Linked DNA regions of Mus musculus: all the other regions are linked to region 3. The links are chromatin contacts, called in public HiChIP or PLAC-seq and promoter capture Hi-C maps. All regions are on one chromosome and are shown on one strand. The core of a region is the stretch at or near the end of the contact, and the rest is flanking DNA. Distances in the headings are between cores, read along the strand shown.

Region 1 (4,286 bases), core at 984-3,483, 400 kb after region 3:
ACACACACACACACACACACACGACTAAAAATTAAATATACATAAAAAGGATTTAGCAGGAAGATTAAGAGTCTTGTTAGCAGATGATCAAAGGTCAGGAAAGGGACAAGCTATGGTCCCCCCCCCCATTTCTGTTATTTAGCACTCTTCCATAGTGCCTGCAGTCCCCATGGTAGCACTGGCCAAATTCTAGGCTATGAGCTACCAAACCAGCCTTCCCTGGCCACTCAGAGTCCCCAGGTGACCGCATTGTTCCTGACAGCTCTTGAATGTGCCAAAAATGTGGCTGACTCAACCACACCCCAGAACTCCAAGCCTGACACAAGACAAACGCAGTAACCTGAGGGAACCCAGGCACATGGGACTCCTGACTCACAGTGTCTGGACTCTGCTGCACAGTTAGGGTGGGATCTGACAAGTATGCACAGTGGGGGTTCTGGGCGCAGTCCTGGCAGAGGGCTTGCCATTGAATTCTCAGATTCTGTCCCCAGCCTTGCACAAAACGGGCATGGTGGCATGCACCTTACGCCCGGCAGCCACAAGCCACAAGGTGCAGGGGACATCTCTTGGTTAGGAACGTGTTTGCCTGGGACACATAAGGACCATGGAAAATCCAGGTGGCACGACATCTGTAATTCCAGGGCTGAGAAGGCAGAGAGAGGAGAAGCCCCCAGAGCTCACTGACTTGCCAGCCTTGCCAACTGGGCTCTAGGTTCAATGAATTCCCCAGTCTCAAAAAATAAGTTGGGGGCTAAGAAGATGGCTTGGAGGGTAAAGTGCTTGGGGACAAGCATAAGTCTCTGAACCTGGGTCTCAGAACCCGTATAAGAACCGGCACAGCCGTACATGCGCCTGGAATCCCAGCACAAGCTTTCTGTTAGCCAACCTTAATCCGTTATGCAGAGGTGATTGACAAGAGAGACCACACCCCAAGCAAGATGGAAGGCGATGAAACCCGAGGTTTCCCTCTGACCTCCACACACCCTGTGGCATGTGAGGGCCTGCACTCATACACACAAACACTATGTTCCCTTCCACTATGTAGCAAGTTTAAAGCAGTCTAGGATCCATGAGTTTCTGTCCCAAAATAACCAACAAACTTGACCGCAAAGCTAATGGTAGGGGAGCCAGCTAGAGGGAGAGACCTTTGGGGAATGTCCTAGAAGGGGCAGCCTTACCTTGGATCCCACAAACCTGATTCTTAGCTTGAAGGCCAAGCCTAGGTGTGTCCCTGCCCCCAGACATTCAGTCTCAAGTTCCCATTGCCTAAGGCAGTGGTCCCCTGCGTTGAGACTTGTATTTGTGAAGCAGATGGAGGTTGAGCAGGCGTAAAGTTCAAGGCTGGTCCTGTCCCAACCCCTACTAGTTCAGAGGGCTCTTGTGAGCTGGGACTTGAACCCAGAGTCTTGGTTTTTTTGTTTTGTAGTTAATATTTATTTGCTTTCTGATCTGTGTATCAGGTCTATGGCTGGTATCTGAGAAGATCAGAAGAGACTGTCAGATGCCCTGGAACTGGAATTGCAGATCCTGTGAGCCACTGTGTGGGTGCTGGGAATTGAATGTGGAATCCATGGTCTTGTGTCCATTAATTATGTCTTTACTTCAGCACTACTACACTGAGTCCCTGCCTCGCTGACCCAGAACACAGCACCGTTAGCCAGCCATTGCCAGGAGACAAGAAGAGTCTGAATCTCCCGTGTTCCCCCTCTCCTTGGACTGCACTTAGTGCATACTGGGTAAGCTTGGTTTCCAGGCCCTGGGGGGTTTGGAGAGAGACTGTACTCCTAGTCCAGCAGGGTTCCCCAAGTATACATGCACACATACATGTTTGCTTGGCCACTTGTCGGGGAAGCACAGGGAAAGGACAGGACAGCACACGCCGAGTACTACCAATGCTAGAGATGGGAAGGGTAGAAGTAGGAGGATCAGAAGTTCAAGGTCACCTTCACAATGATCAAGTTGGAGGCCAGCCTGGGCTACATGAGATGCCATCTCAAAAAGTAAAGCATGGTTTGGGCTGTGCAGGAAAAAAATCAGTCCAACCCACCCCCTTCCTGCAAATTCCTGACCAGGTTTGGCTAGGCAGAGATCAGATCCACAGCAGTAGCAGCAGTTTCAGACTCTGGGGGTCAGGGGAATCCCAGACGGTGTTATCTGCAAAGTGGTGTGTGTCTCCTCCAGAAGCCTAAGCAAGCATTGGCCGTTGTCCGGTAGGGGGTGGGAATTGGACCGGAGCCAGAAGCAGGAACCAGACTTTCCGCTGGGCAGGGCTCCGCAGCTGGGCTGTAACTAGAGTCTCCTGGGTTTCTCAGGGGCAGGACCCCCTCAGGTCTGGAATGCAGCCTGGGCCCAGGGAAGGCTAACAAATGGTGAAGGCTTTGAAATCTCAGCTCCGCCCTCTCTCGGGGTTGAACAAACAGCCCCTCCTCCCACCTCTGTTGGAAGCGCCCAACCCTAGGCTGCCACTCAAGTTTCTCCTCGTCCTCAGGCTGGGGTTACAGCTGCCCCATTCTGCGGGCCTCTGTGGTCCCAGGACTGTGGGGAGAGAGAAGCAGAAAGACTCAGGTCCCCTCTCCCTGCCTTCTCGGGGTTCTGACCCGAGCTAGATTCTAACCCTGGCTCACTAGGAAGGGCCAGATTCAGCAGGGAGAAACGGGAGAAGTGGCAGGAGCTCCCTCACCCCCATAAGGAATGTCCAGCGTAGAATTCTATTCTCAAGCGCCAGGAGCTGGACTGGCCAGAGAACGTTTGTTTGCATTTCAGCAAAAACCTCCTTTGTCTAATGTTGTCTAGCAGTTCCCAGGAGTTGAGGTGGAGGGAGGAAGGTGTGGCCCTGAAACTAAGGTGCCACACCCCACACCCACCACACCGTGTAGAAAGCACTGGGGGCTCAGGCTTCATCAGCTTCTTATACGCAGGGTTCCAGCTGAAGAGCTTTTCCCAGAGACCTTGATTCTGAGAGAGGTGCGCACACAAGGCCTGCCCCAGCTCCAAGGTCAGGGAATTGAACCCTAGAGTGTTCTTTAAAAGTGCCCTGCCCACTTTCCAAGGAAGCCCTTTCTTCATTCCTAAACCCACCTTGGAGTCCCGCTCTCAAAGAGCCCTTGCTTGCCTAGATTCAGTCCATAACTCTGTAGTCTCCTGCCCGTGTGCTCCCAAGACCTCACCTCATTCCAACCCTTTCTCTTCATCTCCACCCCATCCTCAGCGACATGGGTGCCAGGACAAGCCTCCAGCTCTCCCTAGCTCTCTTAGTCCTTCCTGGGCTCCCAGCCCACACTTCATGGCTTGCCTCTTTGGCCCCTTCTGAACAACCATGTTCACAAACATGGTGCAGGAGCAGACTACTGGAGGTTCAGGGAGACCGGTGACACTGGAGACCAACCCTGATGTGGATGGAGGCTGGCTTGCTGCCACCAACCCTAGAGGGACAGAGTGTGCCATGGGCAATGGGCTGAGCGAGTTGGGGTAGGGTCTGCAGGTCTTTGCCACCTCTCCAGGCCAAGTCACCAACTAGTCCCATATACCCTCTGCTGCAGACAGAGCGTTCTGGATGGTCCCTAAATTGTTAAATCCTCCAGCCAGGCCACCAGGCCTCAAGGGCCCTGCCCATTGCTAGACAGAGTGGCATTGTGTGTTTGTGTGTTTGTGTGTTTGTGCACACGCGTGAGGATGAATAACAGCCTCTCCTTCATGTGTAGGGTTCCTCTCTTGCCAGTCCTTCTGCCTTCCCAGGAAGAATTTCCCCCAGCTTTCCACAGGCCATTAACTCAGTGCCCTGACTTGAGGAGTTAATGAGTAATTCGGCTGGACAGGGTCTGACCTCAGACTGACCTTGGGTCCCCTGCATCCCTGCAGCTTGCTTTCCTGGTAGAGTATGTGACAGTTTTGGGGTGAGCCCAATAGTGGGCTCTGAGTTTTGAGCACCCTGCCCCCAGTCACCCTATTCCTGAGCCTCAGTTTCCCAACAGTCTTAGGCAGGTGTCCACTTGTAATCAAGAGACAGTTGAACCCATGAGGACCCTGTAAGTAGCCTCTTTGTCATGTAAAACCGGGCTGGAGCAGTGGCTGTGTCTGGCAGTCCTGGAGGAGGGCGGGTGGCCTGACCCCTGGCTTCCTCTGCTGGGCCTCACCTCCTTGCTGACACTGAAGAAGCAAAAGAATTGAGAAATCTGGGGCAGCTGTGTGAATGCACACTGCTGAGGAGGAGCAGCCCCTGGTAACTTGGCAAGCTGGTAGCTCGCTCGCTCGCTCAGCCGAATGGGCTGAATGAGTGGGCCAGAGCC
Region 2 (4,440 bases), core at 1,674-4,173, 360 kb after region 3:
AGCAGGAATCCAGCACTCAGATTCAGAACAGGGCACATCCTTTCACATGTAGAGCTGGGAGACACCAAGACTGTAGAAGAGTGGGAAGGTCCGCATCACCCCTCCCTCGCTTAGACCTGAACCATGCATGGAGGGTCTGCAGCAAGGATCCAGTTACCCTCAGTGTACCCAGAGTCAAGCAGAGACAGGAAACAAGGGAATGAGGGCAGTGTGAGGGAAGGCTGCTGGGATGTGACCCAGGAGCCCCCATGCTCATTAATGACCATGTCTGGGAGCGAGGAATGGTGGGTCCACGAGCAGAGTGTGTGCCCAGCACGTACAAAGTCCTGGGTTCTGTCCACGGCACCACATCACACCAGGCAGGCTGGCCTAGGTCTGCAGTTCCAGCTCTCAGGATATGGAGGCAGAAGGACCAGGAATCCAAGGTCATCCTTGGCTGCATAGCAAGTTTAAAGTTAGCCTGGGCTACATGAGATTCTGACTCAAAAAATGAAAACAAAAGAAAACGAAAGATTTGGGGAGTAAGAATCCCTTGAGCGTGTTAGGTATGGACCTGTGAAAATCTTGAAATTTTCTTTATCAGTTCCATTCCCTGTCTCAGTACGATGTGCATGCGTTTACCTGGGCAGGAAGCAGGGTGTTTCAGAGCAAACGCAAGGGGAGCAGGGGCAGGAGAGATGGCTCAGTGGTTCGCAGTTGCTGCTCTTCCAGAGGACCTGAGTTCAGTTCCCAGCACCAAAATCAGGCAGCTGACAACTGTCCACAACTCTAGCTCCAAGGGACCCTACACCTCTGGCCTCTGCCTGCATGTGCATACCTGTGTGCGCGCACACACACAAATGTGTTTAAAAACCACAGAGAACTTGGCATTTCCCCTCCTTCTTGTGAGCTCAGACAAGTCTCCATGCCCTGCTGAGGACCTGAGTGGTGTCCCAGTGCTGTTGAGAGGACCTTTAGGTGACAAATATAAATCTTATGGCATGGGAAACCAAGAACCCTGCTCCAATTCCTACCCACCTCACCCCAGAATAACTAGCCTCGGCGCCCCCCCAAACCTTTAGCTTTGTATCTCTGAACCTCAGGACCTGATAGCCAAGGCAAGTCCTGGATTTGGTAGGCTAACACCAACACAGGCGGGACCTGTGACAAAGTGAAAGCAGCTCAGGCTAGACCTGTGACAGAGTGATAGCTGCTCAGGCTAGACCTGAGACAGAAAGGCAGGACAGTTTGGTGGTCTGACCAGGTACTCAGGTCCAACTTCTCAGTTGGATTTGGGGAACTCGTCTGAGTGGAGATGACATTCTTCAACCACGTGGTTAACTTGACTGATAAGCTGAGAACACAGGCAGGTGGACCAAAGCCCTTGTGTCCATTCTGACATGACAGCCAAGTGCTGGCGTTGTCCTCACAACCCAGGAAGCACCCAGGGCTCAATGAGTTGTGACAGATGAAGAGCCTGGTGGACAGCGACCCTTTGAAGCCACACTGCTATGCTAAGGAGGTGGCAGGATCTGCACTTGGCCCACCCTGAAGCTGGGTGTTCTAACCACCAGGCTTCCCTGCCTTGTCTCCTTGGCAGTGAAGCAGGGTGCACTTCATAGAGAAGCCTGGGAGAATGATTGGAGGTAGGTGCTAGCTGCAGGTCAGGCCATCAGAGGAACTGTCTGAAGGTCACAAATCACAGCACCCCCAGCCCCATGTTAACTGGGAAGAATCTCAAATGATCACCCACCCTTCTGGCCAGTCCTATACAAAGCAAAGCTTCCACTAGAGAGGTTGAGACATTTGCCCAAAGACCCACAGCAAGATATTGCCCCCTCGGTCTGTAGCTAGAAGGAGGGAGGTGGACCACCTGGGTTCTGATCTGGGTCTGTGACTCGCCTTTTGTGTCAAAGAACCTTTGTGCGTAGTGTCCTTGTCCTGGAGAATGGAAACATGAGGTCCCTTTATAAAGGGGGCTGTGCGGGAGGCAGTGCTGATGAAGACTAGAGAGCCCAGGGGCCTGCTGAGATCCAGAGATCCCCTCCAGCACCCAGTGGTCCTCCATGATGCTGGGCATTCTGCTGAGACCCAGAGGAGCAGCTGCAAGCTTGGCTGCCGGGCAGCTTTCCTGCTGCACACTGGCCACGGGGGGAAGCTAGCTGGCCACCGGATACTCCGCAGATAACCAGCTCCTGCTGTGTGATTTCTGCTGGGCTGGGAGTGGGGGTGGGGATCAGGGACGCCCCACCCCCAGGAGGTGAGGGGCAGAAAACAGGACTCCAAGCCAAGCAAGTGGAGAGTGCAAAGACCCAGCGCAGAAAGGAACAGAATGTGCCCTACCTAATCAGAGCTGGGGCCAATGGCTGGAGCCCAGAGCCACAGGGGGATGAGACAAAAAGGTGGCATCCAGGGGAAGCTGGCCATCAGTGGGGCACGTTGTGGCAGGGAACTCAACATGGAAGCCAGTTCTGTTGCTGAAGGAAGCAGCAGCCTGGTCTGAGTTCCAGGAAGATTTGCATGGCTGGCTTTAGGGAGGGATACCAGGTGGGCAGGGAATGTGGGAGAGGAGCTCTGGGAGGGGGCAGAGAGGGGTAGGTGCGCACAGCACAGGCCGAAGCAGTGGGAACGGGAACTTTGGGAAGAGTCCGCAATGGCTTAGGGGTGGCGATCTAGCTAGAGTGGGTGTGGCCAGAAGCAAAGGGCAGAAGGAAATTCCAAGAGAGCAGCCCCTGGCTCCAGCGAAGACCACCCCAGCTGCACTTGCAGCCCAGGGCGCTTGGCAGGACCTCTCCACTTAAGACTGGTGGTTCAGAGACCAGCGTGGTCGGAGCCCCGGAGCTCGGGTCTCAGAGGCCCCGAGGGTTGTCTAAACTGCCTCGTGGGCACTCTCAGCACTCAGGTGACCAGCAGATGGCTGTCTGTAGGGGCGTGGCCCCAGCTGACTCTCAGCCTGCAGTGCCCACTCGGTCCTGAGTGTGCACAGCCCGCGGAGGACAAGCAGAGGTGGTAGATAGAGCTGAGGATCCTGGGAGGAAGCTAGCCACCGTGTGCTCCCTTCTGGGCACCAGAAAAACCCGGGAGCTAGAAATACAAACCCAGCCTTGGAGGCCTGTATCTTTCCTAAGGAAGGTGGATTTGTCAGGGTGGAGGGAAGGGATTTGATTTAGCTGCTTGCTAGCCTGATTTATAATTTGTAAACACTCAGGCAGGCCTGTGGGTCTCTGCATATTTCCAAAGTCCAGAGAAGCAGCCTTCTGGACCAGTAGCTGACTAACCCTTTGCTATGCTTCAGTCCTTCCCAGTAGTCCTTTCTTTGTGCTTGCCCCAGGGGTCCTCTGCCATTGGGGGTTCAGTCCCAGCTTATATTCCTGGAGACCACAAGGCTCTCCTCTGTCACTGGTCAACTACAGGGGGTTTGCTGGGGTCTGAGCAGCTGGGCACAATTCCACCTCTACTGCGGGAAGCAACACTTCCCTGAAGAGCAGAAGAAGCCTGTAAGAAAGGCAGCCCTGAGATGGCGGGGTAACCTTGAGCCGTTTGCTCTCCCGAAACCCCATCTTCCCAATGGTACCACTTGTGCTCACTCAGGCGCACCGTGGGACGCAGAGCCCACGTGTGCCCCGCATTTGTCAAGCACATGGCAGGGATTAGGAAGGGCGTGAGTTACATCATTCACTTCTTTTTACAGCTGAGAAAAACAAACCGAGGCTCAGCGAGGTGCAGCAGTCTGTCCAAGGTCACACAGCCCAGAACAGGACAGGGATGTCCCAGTTACACAGCACCCATGGGACTATGCGGCCGTAGGACTGCACCTCCTTCACCTATTCCCCGGTCCTCTCAACTCTCAGGCTCTGCAGGCTACGTGGGGGACACAGAGGTGGGTGGTGTGGGCAGAGCGCAGCTTGCTGGGAGGAACGGGTTAATGCGCTCCGCCGCATTGGGCCGGCCTCCAGGAGAGCCAGCCAATGGGCATGCTTGGTGATGAGGTAATGCCAGGACGCGCAGAGTGGGTGGGGCTTGAGTGGACCCCTCTGCTCCTTCTGACTTTCTGCTCTCCTTAGCAACCCCTCACCTTTGACCTTGATATCCCGGCTCTTCTTCCAACCTTGAGGGACTGGGATCATCAGCCCCCTGCAGCACTGAGCCTCACGCACTGCTGCAGATGTTCAGATGCATCCTAGCCTGAATAACACCCCCTGGACCTCAGTTTCCCTAGATGTAATTTCTTAATTGTCAAAGTCCCTCCCAGTGGGGTACCTGCATGGATCCCCAGAGCAGCAGGCAGCCTTGCCTTGCCTTTGACCTCTGCCCCGTCGCAATGGTTCCCAGAATCCGGGGCCAAGGAGTCACTAGGCCAGTCACACCCTTCACGTGGTCCCGACCCTTGGGTGCCTCTCCTGACTGATCCCACTGACCCCTTCCTCCTAAGCTAGGAACTAGCTAGCCACACAACAGCCG
Region 3 (4,616 bases), core at 570-3,069:
GTAGACGCGTCTCTAGGTCACACTACAGGTGCCTGCCGCCTCTGCTACCTAGTGCCTTGTCTTCAAAGGGGAAGGGGATGGTGCCTGAAACAGTCCAAGGCAGTTACCAGCAAAATGGCATCAGCAGGAGGGTGGGTGTGTGGAGCACAGAAAGTCTCTATTTATAACACTCCCAGCTCCCTCCTCCACCCCAGCCTGGGCCTGGGCCCTGGCTGCAGCTCCAGTGTGACCTGTGTGCCTGCCCCTATCAGGCAGAGTGAGGCCTGGAAGCTGTATGCCACCACTACCTCCGAGTCCTCTCTGTGGGCCTGGCCAGGTCAGATGGCAAGACCCAGCAGTGACAGGAAAGCTGCAGATCAGGTTCTTCCCAGATGTGTGAGATAGTGTGGTTGCCATGCCAACCCTGGGACAGGCTTTCCCCCTCATGCAAGAGACAGAGGAGGCTCAGAGGCCCTCGTATTCTCTCTAGTGCTGGGGTTGCCCACCAAGCTTGGACAGGGAGTGGCAATCCGCACTGGGACACTCAGCCTCAGGGGAGACCTGTGCTTTCTAGTAAACACGACCACATGGGCCTCTGAGGGGGAGAGGAGGAGGCTGCGCCTAGCAGGTCAACAAGGGCAGCATACAGAACTTATTCCTGGGGTACTGAGATGGGTTAGACCAGGGGTACAGAAACCTCAGGAACCCCACCCCCGGCCTTGGAGCAGACAGGGCCTCCCAGCTGAGCCTCATACCTGCTTTACAGAAGGCAGAGTGAGGCTCAGATGGCTTGTCCAAGGTCACTGCAGGATGCACAGGTGCACTTAGCCTCAGCAACTGCACTTGCAGCCAACCCAGGAAAGAGGGCCACTCACCCCATTTCTCAGAGCGAGAAACAGAGGCCCTGAAGTAAAGCTCTCCTGTCCCCCAAGGTCATGAGGAGCATTACCATCCATATCCTGACTCCAGCCTTTTGCTGAGACATGAATTCGCCTCAGTTTCTCTTTCTTCTACCAAATGTTTAGGACTTGTTCCAATATCAGCATTACCGGCCTGGACAGAACCCAAAGAGCCTGCCAGATCCTAGCCTTCTGACATCCTTTAGGCCTGGGAAGTAAAAGGAAACAAGCCTCCCGCAGAGCAGAAAGGAAATAACTCCTGGCTTCCGGCCTGACTCCCCAAGCGTGTGAAAGGGACTGGATGCAACCATTAGCACCAACCTGCCCATTGCACGGGTATGGAGACTGAGGCTCGCAAAAGAGATTGGGGTATTTTTGTGTGGCCCTCAACCTGCCAGCCTGGCCTGGGGCGGGGGAGGGGAGGAAGGCAGACTAGTGCAGAGAGGCCTGAACCACCCAGTGGGCATCCACCTCCCGGGCTGTGCAGGCACCAGGGCAGTGGGCAAACTTGTCAGTGTAAACGGGCACTGCCAGGCGCCCAGGCACCGGAGCCCAGGCCCCCATGGGTTCCGGGCCATAGTGGGGTGCAGCTGACCTCGCTGGGAGCTCCCCTGAGCAGCTCGGGGACAAGAGAACAGGGGCCCTAGCTGTACCCAGAGCGCACAGCCGCTGCTGCAGGAAAGGGGCTCCTGCTGCAGAGAGCCTGCCCGCCCGCCCGGGGCGCGCTCCACATCCGGGCCCCATGAGCGGCGTCGTGCCAGGCCTCACCTGCACCGCCCGAGTGAAGAAGATGCCCGCGTCCGACGCCAGCTTCTTCATGTTGAAGTCCATGGCGCGCCCGTACGCAGGGCCGCCACGCCGGCCCCAGAGCAGCCGGCAGCCCCCCGCCCCGCCTCACGCACCCCGCCGCACCCCGCCCACCTGCTGCCTGCGCCCGCCCTCTGCGCGCGCGCGTCCGCGGCCGAGCCGAGCCGAGCGCGGGGCGGGGCCAGGCGCGCGGGGCGGGGCTTTGGGGAGCGCTGCTGCCCCTGCCGGCCGCGGGCCCCACCAGCGGGCTGTTCGCTCTAATCAACGTTTTACTAAACCGGTTTCCGTGCACCCTGGAGGTCTCTGCGGATGCACTGTAACACTATACTATTGATTATTTTGGTAATTCATTATGCAAATTTTAGTTTTTTTTTTTTAAATAGTTGGGAATATATTCGTTTAAAACAGGGTCTCTCCAGGCCCCTCCTGGCCTAGAACGCCAAATGTAGACCAGGCTGGCATCCAATTCACAGAAACTTCTGCTGGGATTAAAAGTGTGCACCACATCTACCCGTTTTTGTTTTTGTTTGCTTTCCTGTTTTCATTTTTTCCCCCTCTGTGTGTGGCTGTATATTTGTGTTTGTGTCTGTGTGTTCGCTTGCGTGTGCATGAGCACAGGGTGTCGCCGTGACCATGACATTGCAGGGATACTCGCATCACACTGGCCATGGGAGCCCGCGGCCCATGCTTCTGGAATTTACATGACTTAATTTATTTAGGTTCTCAAGGCTGTACAGTTAAGTTCTTTAACCATGGAGCTGTCTTCCCAAACCTGTTTTTGCTTTTAAATGTTATTTTATGTTTTATTATGAGTGTGTGTTTGCGTGTGAGAGCACATGCATGTGAGACAGGGGACACAGAAAGCTGTAGCATGGATGTGGAGATCAGAGAACAACTTTCTAGAGTCCCCTCTTCTTCTTGTATATGAGTTCTGTAGTCCTGAAGATCAAACTCGGGGCAAGCTCCATGACTCGCTGAGCCATCTCTCCGGCCTCCTTTTATTTTGTTTGTTAATTTTTAAAATGTGTTTATGTGTAAGGGTGTTTTGCTTGCATGTACTATGGATTCTATGTGTGTAGTGCCCTCAGACACCGGAAGAAGGTGTTGGATCCCCTGGGACTGACATTACAGATGGCTGTGAGCCACCATCTGAGAGCTGGGAACAGAACCCAGGACCTCTGAAAGAGCAGCCAGTGCCCTTGACTGCTAAGCCATCTCTCCAGCCCCTCCCTCCTTTTCAGATTTATTTCTGTTTTTATTTGTGTGTATGTGAACACACACCACATGTTTACAGAGACCAGAGGAGGGGGTCAGATCTGGCAGAGCTGCAATTAAAGGCAGCTTTGAGAAGCCTCACACGGAGGCTGGGAACCAAATTCTGGTCCTGTGAAAGAACAGTGTGTGGGCTTGACCTCCGATGCACTTTTGCCTGCTTTGTTGTTGTTGTTTATTGGTTTGGGTTTTTTTGGTTTTGGGTTTGGTCTTTGCTGCAAGGTCTCTCTCCTGCAGCCCAGGCTGCTCTCAAACTTAATACACAGTTGAAGACGGGCACGGCTTCTCCATCTTCCTGTTGGAATCACAGGTGTCGCTTCCTAGCTGTAAATTATGTATGCAGCAGGCACAGGGCACAGAGTGACAACTGGGTGTGTGCCATTTCAGTGGAATAATGAAGGCAAGCTCATTTATCACGCCTGTCGACTTTTGACCCGTCACGAGAACATTCCCTGTCTACATCCTTAGCCGTTTTAAAACATGGGAAATCTGATTAGTCCTTGTCACCCCACCACTGTGCGATAGTGCTCTAATATCAGTCGTCTTCTCTGCCTGTCCCTTGTCCCCCTGTCCCCTGCCACTGTCTTTCCCTTTCCATCACTTTCCCTTTATTTGAACTTTGTCTCTGGTCCCTCTCTCAATTCCTCTCATCATCCTCTCTGGGACTCTGCTTCTAGACATTTACCTGTTTCTTCTGCCAAGGCCTGGTGATAGATAATGCAGGGCCACTAAACTAAGGACAGGCCCTATTGCTTCCTCATCTGGCTGAGAGAAGGATGGACAGGACAGAGAGCTCACAGGCAGGGAGAAGGCTCTCAAGCCAAGCATGAGCCTTCTTAGTTGGGAGGTTCGTAATGACTATTCCTGGTTGTCAACTTACTATATAGAGACTACCCTTACGTTCCGTGACTCTAGAGAACCCTGGCTAATACAAGGTCGAAGTTCGTGTTTCTGCCAGGTGGAGAAAATGGGCTGCTCTAGGACATGAGCATGGCCTGACCTTGAGTGCGGTCGCTCAGTCCCCGGAAGGCAGGAGGACGTCCTGCTTCTACTGCTTCCCCTGTGGCTCAGGGAAGAGGATTTGGTGCCTGACTCCATCTGTTCTTGCTCCTGCTTCAAAGATTCATCTTTTTTTTAAAAAGATTTATTTATTTTTATTATATAGAAGTACAGTGTAGCTGTCTTCAGACACTCCAGAGGAGGGAGTCAGATCTCATTACGGATGGTTGTGAGCCACCATGTGGTTGCTGGGATTTGAACTCAGAACCTTCGGAAGAGCAGTCAGTGCTCTTAACCGCTAAGCCATCTCTCCAGCCCCCAGCAAGCACTTTTAAACCACTGAGCTATCTCTCCAACCCTTCAAAATTTGTTTGTTTCTCTTCTCCTTCTCCTTCTCCTTCTCCTTCTCCTTCTTCTTCTTCCTCTTCCTCTTCCTCCTCTTCCTCCTTCTCCTCCTCTTCCTCTTCTTCTTCCTCCTCCTCCTCCTCCTCTTCTTCTTCCTCCCCCTCTTCTTCCTCCTCTTCCTCTTCAGTCAGGGTCTCACTATGTAGCCTTGGCTACTATACAGACTGGGCTGGCCTAGAACTCACTGAGATTCACATGCTCCTGCCTTCCCAGTCCTGGGATTAAAGGTGTACATCACCACACCTGTCAAAATCT
Region 4 (4,863 bases), core at 358-2,857, 330 kb before region 3:
TGCTTTGCCTAGCATCTGTGTAACAAAAATTCTTAGGTGGCCAGGCTTCTCCACAGAGAGCTTTTCTCCTGTCCTTAATCACCGCAGAGAGCATGAAACCGGAGTCCAGCATGGACTCGGGACTTGTGGCCAATGAGAGCGAGAAGCTCCTTCAGACCCGAGGTGACTACGTTGTAATGCTCTCTGCTTTGCCCTGCACAAACTCTCCTTCCTTTACCGTCGGTGGGGTTTCTCTCTGATGTCTTAAATGTATTTCCCAGCTCTTAGGAGGCAGAGGCAGAAGAATCTCTGTGAGTTTTAGGACAGCCAGGGCTAATCCTGTCTTGAAAAAAAAATTAAAAAAGAGGGCTGGGAAGATGGCTCAGTGGTTAAGAGCACTGGCTGTTTTTCCAGAGGTCCTAAGTTCAATTCCCAGCAACCACATGGTGACTCACAACCATCTGTAATGGGATCTTATGCCCTCTTCTGGTGTGTCTGAAGACAGCATCAGTGTAATAAATAAATCTTCAAAATACATAAGTAATAATAGTGACAATAATGAACCACTAGTGCTCACACTGCTCACACTGTGCGCCCTCCTCATGCTTTCTGTGCACTGATTCCTGGAATTGGATTGCTAGTCCCAGGTCGTCACGCTGAGATCTTCCTTCAGTATCATCCTTAGGACGCAGATAGCCCACAGGACAGAGATTGAGCGTTTGTCTGGGAACCTGCTGCAGATAGGTGACTGCAGCTGGAGGCAAAACTAACTTCTGCTTCTTTTCCTGGCCTAGAACAATCACCATGAGGAGAACATCTCTTCAAAGATGAAGGGTCTGAATGGAAAGGTGTCTGATCTGGAGAAAGCAGCAGCTCAGAGGAAAGCAAAGCTGGATGAGAACTCAGCCTTCCTTCAGTTCAACTGGAAGGCTGACGTGGTAGAGTCCTGGATTGGTGAGTGGGTTCAGCAAACCCAAAGCTTTTAACTCTCATAGGCTAAGAAGAGGGGAGAGCACACAGTTGGATTTGTGCAATAGAGAAGAGACTGATAGCACATGGGCTCAGAGAGTGGCAGCAGGACAGGCCTAGCTGCTAAATACTAAAAGACATCCAGAAGTCAGAATTGCCACAGCAGTGCCTACGCCAAATTGGCATAAGGGTTCACCAAACAAGGGCCTGCAAACTTTTGACAGGAGCAAAACAAAGACCGAAGTACTAGTGGGCTCACCAAAGGGTCAGGTCACATGAGAACTGCTTGCCAGCTGTCCTGGCCAGTCAGGGTCCAGCTGCAGCAGGGTGGTGGGTGCAGGAAGTAGGCAGCTGGGTGAGTGCAAGGAAGCTGTCAGTAACTTATTCCATCTGCCATTTTGAGGGCTGTGAGGGGCTGGGACAGTTTAGATGCTTTGTTTTGCAGGTGAAAAGGAGAACAGCTTGAAAACAGATGACTATGGCCGAGATCTGTCTTCTGTCCAAACTCTGCTCACAAAACAGGTCAGTTGGCCTTCCAAATCTGTGGCCATGGTCAGACAATAATAAACACTTGAGTCCTGGGCACATGTGCAGCAGCATGACGAGCTGGCAGGGCTCAGACACAAGTGCCTGCCGTACTTCAGCAGGCAAGAGTAAATTCTGAGTAAATTCTGAGTGCTGGCATGGGAACGACTGGTCTGCTCTGAGCCACACACAGCTTTGCCCACAGCTTGAATGCTGGAAAAGAGTAGTTTATTTAAGGCCAAAGATGTAACCATTGCCACGGTCTGGGGTCTGAGGCAATCAGGATGTGTGACTGAATGCTAGTAGGAGGTGGAGCTCTAAGTCAGCCACCAAGTAGGCCTCTCCTCCTGCCATCTGAGCTCAGGCACACTTTGTAGTCCATGCAATTGGCTTGTGACTGTCATTGCAGGAGACATTTGATGCTGGCCTGCAGGCCTTCCAGCAGGAGGGTATTGCCAATATCACTGCCCTCAAAGACCAGCTGCTAGCTGCCAAGCACATTCAGTCTAAGGCCATCGAGGCCCGACATGCCTCCCTCATGAAGAGGTGGACCCAGCTGTTGGCCAATTCAGCTACCCGGAAGAAGAAGTTGCTGGAGGCCCAGAGTCATTTCCGTAAGGTAAGGGTAGGATTGAGCTGGCTCGGTGGGATGGACGGTAGACCCATGTGCCTCGCTGTGCCGCCATCCTGGGAGGAAGAAGGAACCTCAGTGGAACCTGAGGCATATGGGGCCCTTGAACTTGGGCGAATTTATCCTTTGACCCTCCCAGGACAAGCATAGCTCGTGCTGAGGAACAGCAGGCAGAAGACTAGTCAGGAAGATTTTGAGATGGGCAGAGTGCACCAGACCCCCAGCAGACCCTACTCGTTGATTCCCAAAACTTCCTCACCCACTGGCATTTTGCCCCTCTACTTCTAGGTAGAAGACCTCTTCCTGACCTTTGCCAAAAAGGCATCGGCTTTCAATAGCTGGTTTGAGAATGCAGAGGAAGACCTCACAGACCCAGTGCGCTGCAACTCTCTGGAAGAAATCAAAGCCCTTCGAGAGGCTCACGATGCCTTCCGCTCATCCCTCAGCTCTGCACAGGCTGACTTCAACCAGCTAGCCGAGCTGGACCGCCAGATCAAGAGTTTCCGGGTGGCCTCCAACCCCTATACCTGGTTCACGATGGAGGCCCTGGAAGAGACCTGGAGAAACCTCCAGAAGATCATTAAGGTACGCCTGACTAGCGAGCCATTTAACAACCTGTACTCCCTGCCTCTGGGCTGCTTTGTGTAGGGCCAGCTTCAGTAGGACTTCCTGCCCCCTTCCTTAAGTACCACTAGCCTTTCCCAGGGTAGAACCATGTTATGCTGAGCCCATCTGAGGCTCAAGAAGCAACCGAAGGTAACAGCACCTGCCTCCCTTTTGTCTCAGGAACGAGAACTGGAGCTGCAGAAGGAACAGCGGCGGCAGGAGGAGAATGACAAGCTGCGCCAAGAATTTGCCCAGCATGCCAACGCCTTCCACCAGTGGATCCAGGAAACAAGGTGCTTGCCCTCTAGAGCTAGCCAGGGACTGTGGTGCTCCTGGCAGCTGGATGCCAAGCCTCCAGCTCTGGGACACAGGGAGCTTGTTTGAAACCTGGTCCCTAGCCAGGCATCTGGCTACAGTTTGGCATCTGTAATTCCACAATCCAGGAGGATGGCTGTGAACTAGAGTCCAACTTGGTTCATATTTATTTGTGCCATTTGAGGCCATAGCAAAACCCTGTTTCCTCAGAAAAAATGGGGTGGTGGGGAGGACTGCTTAGACTAAGACTATCATAGTCTGATTGGTTTCCAGAGCAATAGCAATAGCGGGCTCTGCATGGTTCATTGCCCCAAAGACGATGTTGGCAACTGTCCCAAGGGAGGTAGACCAGTCACACCTGGCACACAGGCTCGGGCAGAAGAGTGCTAATGTTCTGTATTTTCTTCTTTCTACATCATCCTGATTGCTGCTGTATGTGGATACTACCACGGCTCCTGGACACTTGGATCTCCATAGAACGTATCTCCTCGACGGGTTAATATTGCCTTCTTTTCCGGGCTCCTGGTGTGGTGGTGTCTTGTGTGCTTGTCCCTTTGTCCCTTGTCCCCAGTGGCCTGGCTTGCAAAAGATCCCAGGATGGGCCTCCTGTCCACCTTGTCCATTCCCATTGTCCCTGCTAGAAGAACCCATAGTGTTGGGGGGTAGGGGGTGTCACTTCCCCTCTTTCAAGGTAGGGACTGTAGCTGTGCTAGGAAGCCAGAGTCAAGTCTGAGGACCCTGTCCATGCCTGGTCACCAGAACTGGATTGCCTTTCCCTCTTTGCCTGTTTTCCCACGATGACAAAAAATGTACATTAAGCTCCAGAGGTCAGTGGGCATATGAAGTTGGATGGCTATCCTAGGAGCTTAGACTGAGGACAAGGTCCAGTTGAGGGGAAGTTCTGCAGCCCTCTTAGTTAGGACTAAGGTAGTCCTGCCTTCCCCTGGGGGAGGGTAGCCAGAATTGTTTACCCTAGAAAAAGGCAAATGCCCAGCATTACAAGGTTATAGAGACAGGGCTTGGAGGAGCCTCAGGAGGAGCAGGGCTGTCTCCCAGTCCCAGTAGGAGCCTGTCCATAAGCCATCCCCTATCCACTCATGCTACTAACTAGTCCAGACGAAGAGGCTTAACTAGAGCTTATGAGGTCTCGGGGGAAACTGAGGCATGTGAAGGAGTAGTGACCACAGAAATCTGCCCAAACCATTGAGACTGTAGGCTTTGCAAGGCGGGAAGGACTGCAGCATCTGGCCTGCCTACCACAGGCTTCCCCCACCCTATGCTGTCTGCTGCTCTTGCTCTTGTTTCTGTGCAGTGCCATGCTTCCTCACCTGTGGCTCCTCCCAAGCCTTGTCCCACCTGGCCCAGCACCCCTTGAGCTGCCCCTGGTTCCTACCCAGTGCCAGGCTGGCATCTACGGCACATGTCTGTCTCGATATGCTCTTGCCCCGCCTCCCTTTGGTGTATTCATTTGGTTTCTTCTCTTTGAATAGCATAGCATATCGTCGGGTCATTCGTGTCTGTCAGTATGAAGTTGGGGATGATCTGTCTGGAAGGTTCTTCTCCTCTTATTCTCTTCTTCCCTCACTGTGATTTTACCAATGCACTCTGGACTCCCAGGCGGCTCTGCTTTCTAACCCACACCCTAGCCACTTGGGAGGAGGGTCTGTCCCCCTCTGCTGCACTTGCCCTGCCTCCTGCCCCAGTCCCTGGGCTCCCTTTTCCTGGGGGACGGGGTGTGCCTGTGAGTCTTAACTACTACTGGGGTCGGAGGAAGCCTCATGCCTTGCCTTGCTAAAGCACTTTGAACTTGGGGAGATTTTAGAGCTCTTTCTGACGTA

The links. Promoter capture Hi-C pulls out the DNA fragments that hold promoters and counts their contacts. HiChIP or PLAC-seq counts read pairs in DNA pulled down with a chosen protein or histone mark.
Region 1: a contact with region 3 is called in a FOXA1 HiChIP or PLAC-seq map of pancreatic cancer cells. The contact joins the enhancer-like site here to the promoter of Sh3glb2 in region 3. A contact is called at or near these places in 1 of 39 promoter capture datasets (neural stem cells), 3 of 115 datasets of contacts at active chromatin or transcription factors (bone marrow-derived macrophages, large pre-B cells and pancreatic cancer cells) and 1 of 9 other capture datasets (adipose tissue).
Region 2: a contact with region 3 is called in an H3K4me3 HiChIP or PLAC-seq map of bone marrow-derived macrophages, with 3 times the contacts expected there. The contact joins the enhancer-like site here to the promoter of Sh3glb2 in region 3. A contact is called at or near these places in 1 of 484 Hi-C or Micro-C datasets (muscle stem cells) and 5 of 115 datasets of contacts at active chromatin or transcription factors (bone marrow-derived macrophages, effector CD8 T cells, epiblast stem cells and 2 more).
Region 4: a contact with region 3 is called in a promoter capture Hi-C map of embryonic stem cells, with 3 times the contacts expected there. The contact joins the enhancer-like site here to the promoter of Sh3glb2 in region 3. A contact is called at or near these places in 15 of 39 promoter capture datasets (the 3T3-L1 cell line, the C10 cell line, the HPC-7 cell line and 9 more), 3 of 484 Hi-C or Micro-C datasets (bone marrow-derived macrophages, liver and stem cell-derived neural stem cells), 1 of 115 datasets of contacts at active chromatin or transcription factors (bone marrow-derived macrophages) and 4 of 9 other capture datasets (adipose tissue, embryonic stem cells, liver and 1 more).

Annotation. Positions count from the first base shown.
Region 1 is chr2:30,756,253-30,760,538 of GRCm38.p6, forward strand. No RefSeq gene overlaps it. Among named protein-coding and RNA genes, the nearest start is that of Gm39783, 13 kb to the right of the region's middle. Within about 2 kb of position 2,234, at least 173 of the 459 cell types and tissues checked have an H3K27ac peak or open chromatin away from gene starts, as enhancers often do. A contact at or near this core is called in adipose tissue, neural stem cells and pancreatic cancer cells, where this site is marked.
Region 2 is chr2:30,714,543-30,718,982 of GRCm38.p6, forward strand. All of the region lies in intron 2 of Gm14488 (a long non-coding RNA gene), which reads right to left. Among named protein-coding and RNA genes, the nearest start is that of Gm14488, 4.4 kb to the right of the region's middle. Within about 2 kb of position 2,924, at least 132 of the 459 cell types and tissues checked have an H3K27ac peak or open chromatin away from gene starts, as enhancers often do. A contact at or near this core is called in bone marrow-derived macrophages, muscle stem cells and pancreatic cancer cells, where this site is marked.
Region 3 is chr2:30,357,497-30,362,112 of GRCm38.p6, forward strand. Sh3glb2 (SH3-domain GRB2-like endophilin B2) reads right to left here and starts at 1,820. Exons shown (of 12, transcript NM_001289709.1): 1 at 1,647-1,820. The coding sequence starts at 1,709.
Region 4 is chr2:30,024,129-30,028,991 of GRCm38.p6, forward strand. Sptan1 (spectrin alpha, non-erythrocytic 1) reads left to right here. Exons shown (of 57, transcript NM_001177667.1): 46 at 774-933; 47 at 1,394-1,470; 48 at 1,883-2,092; 49 at 2,393-2,689; 50 at 2,891-3,003; 51 at 3,503-3,520. Among named protein-coding and RNA genes, the nearest start is that of Wdr34, 22 kb to the right of the region's middle. Within about 2 kb of position 1,608, at least 4 of the 459 cell types and tissues checked have an H3K27ac peak or open chromatin away from gene starts, as enhancers often do.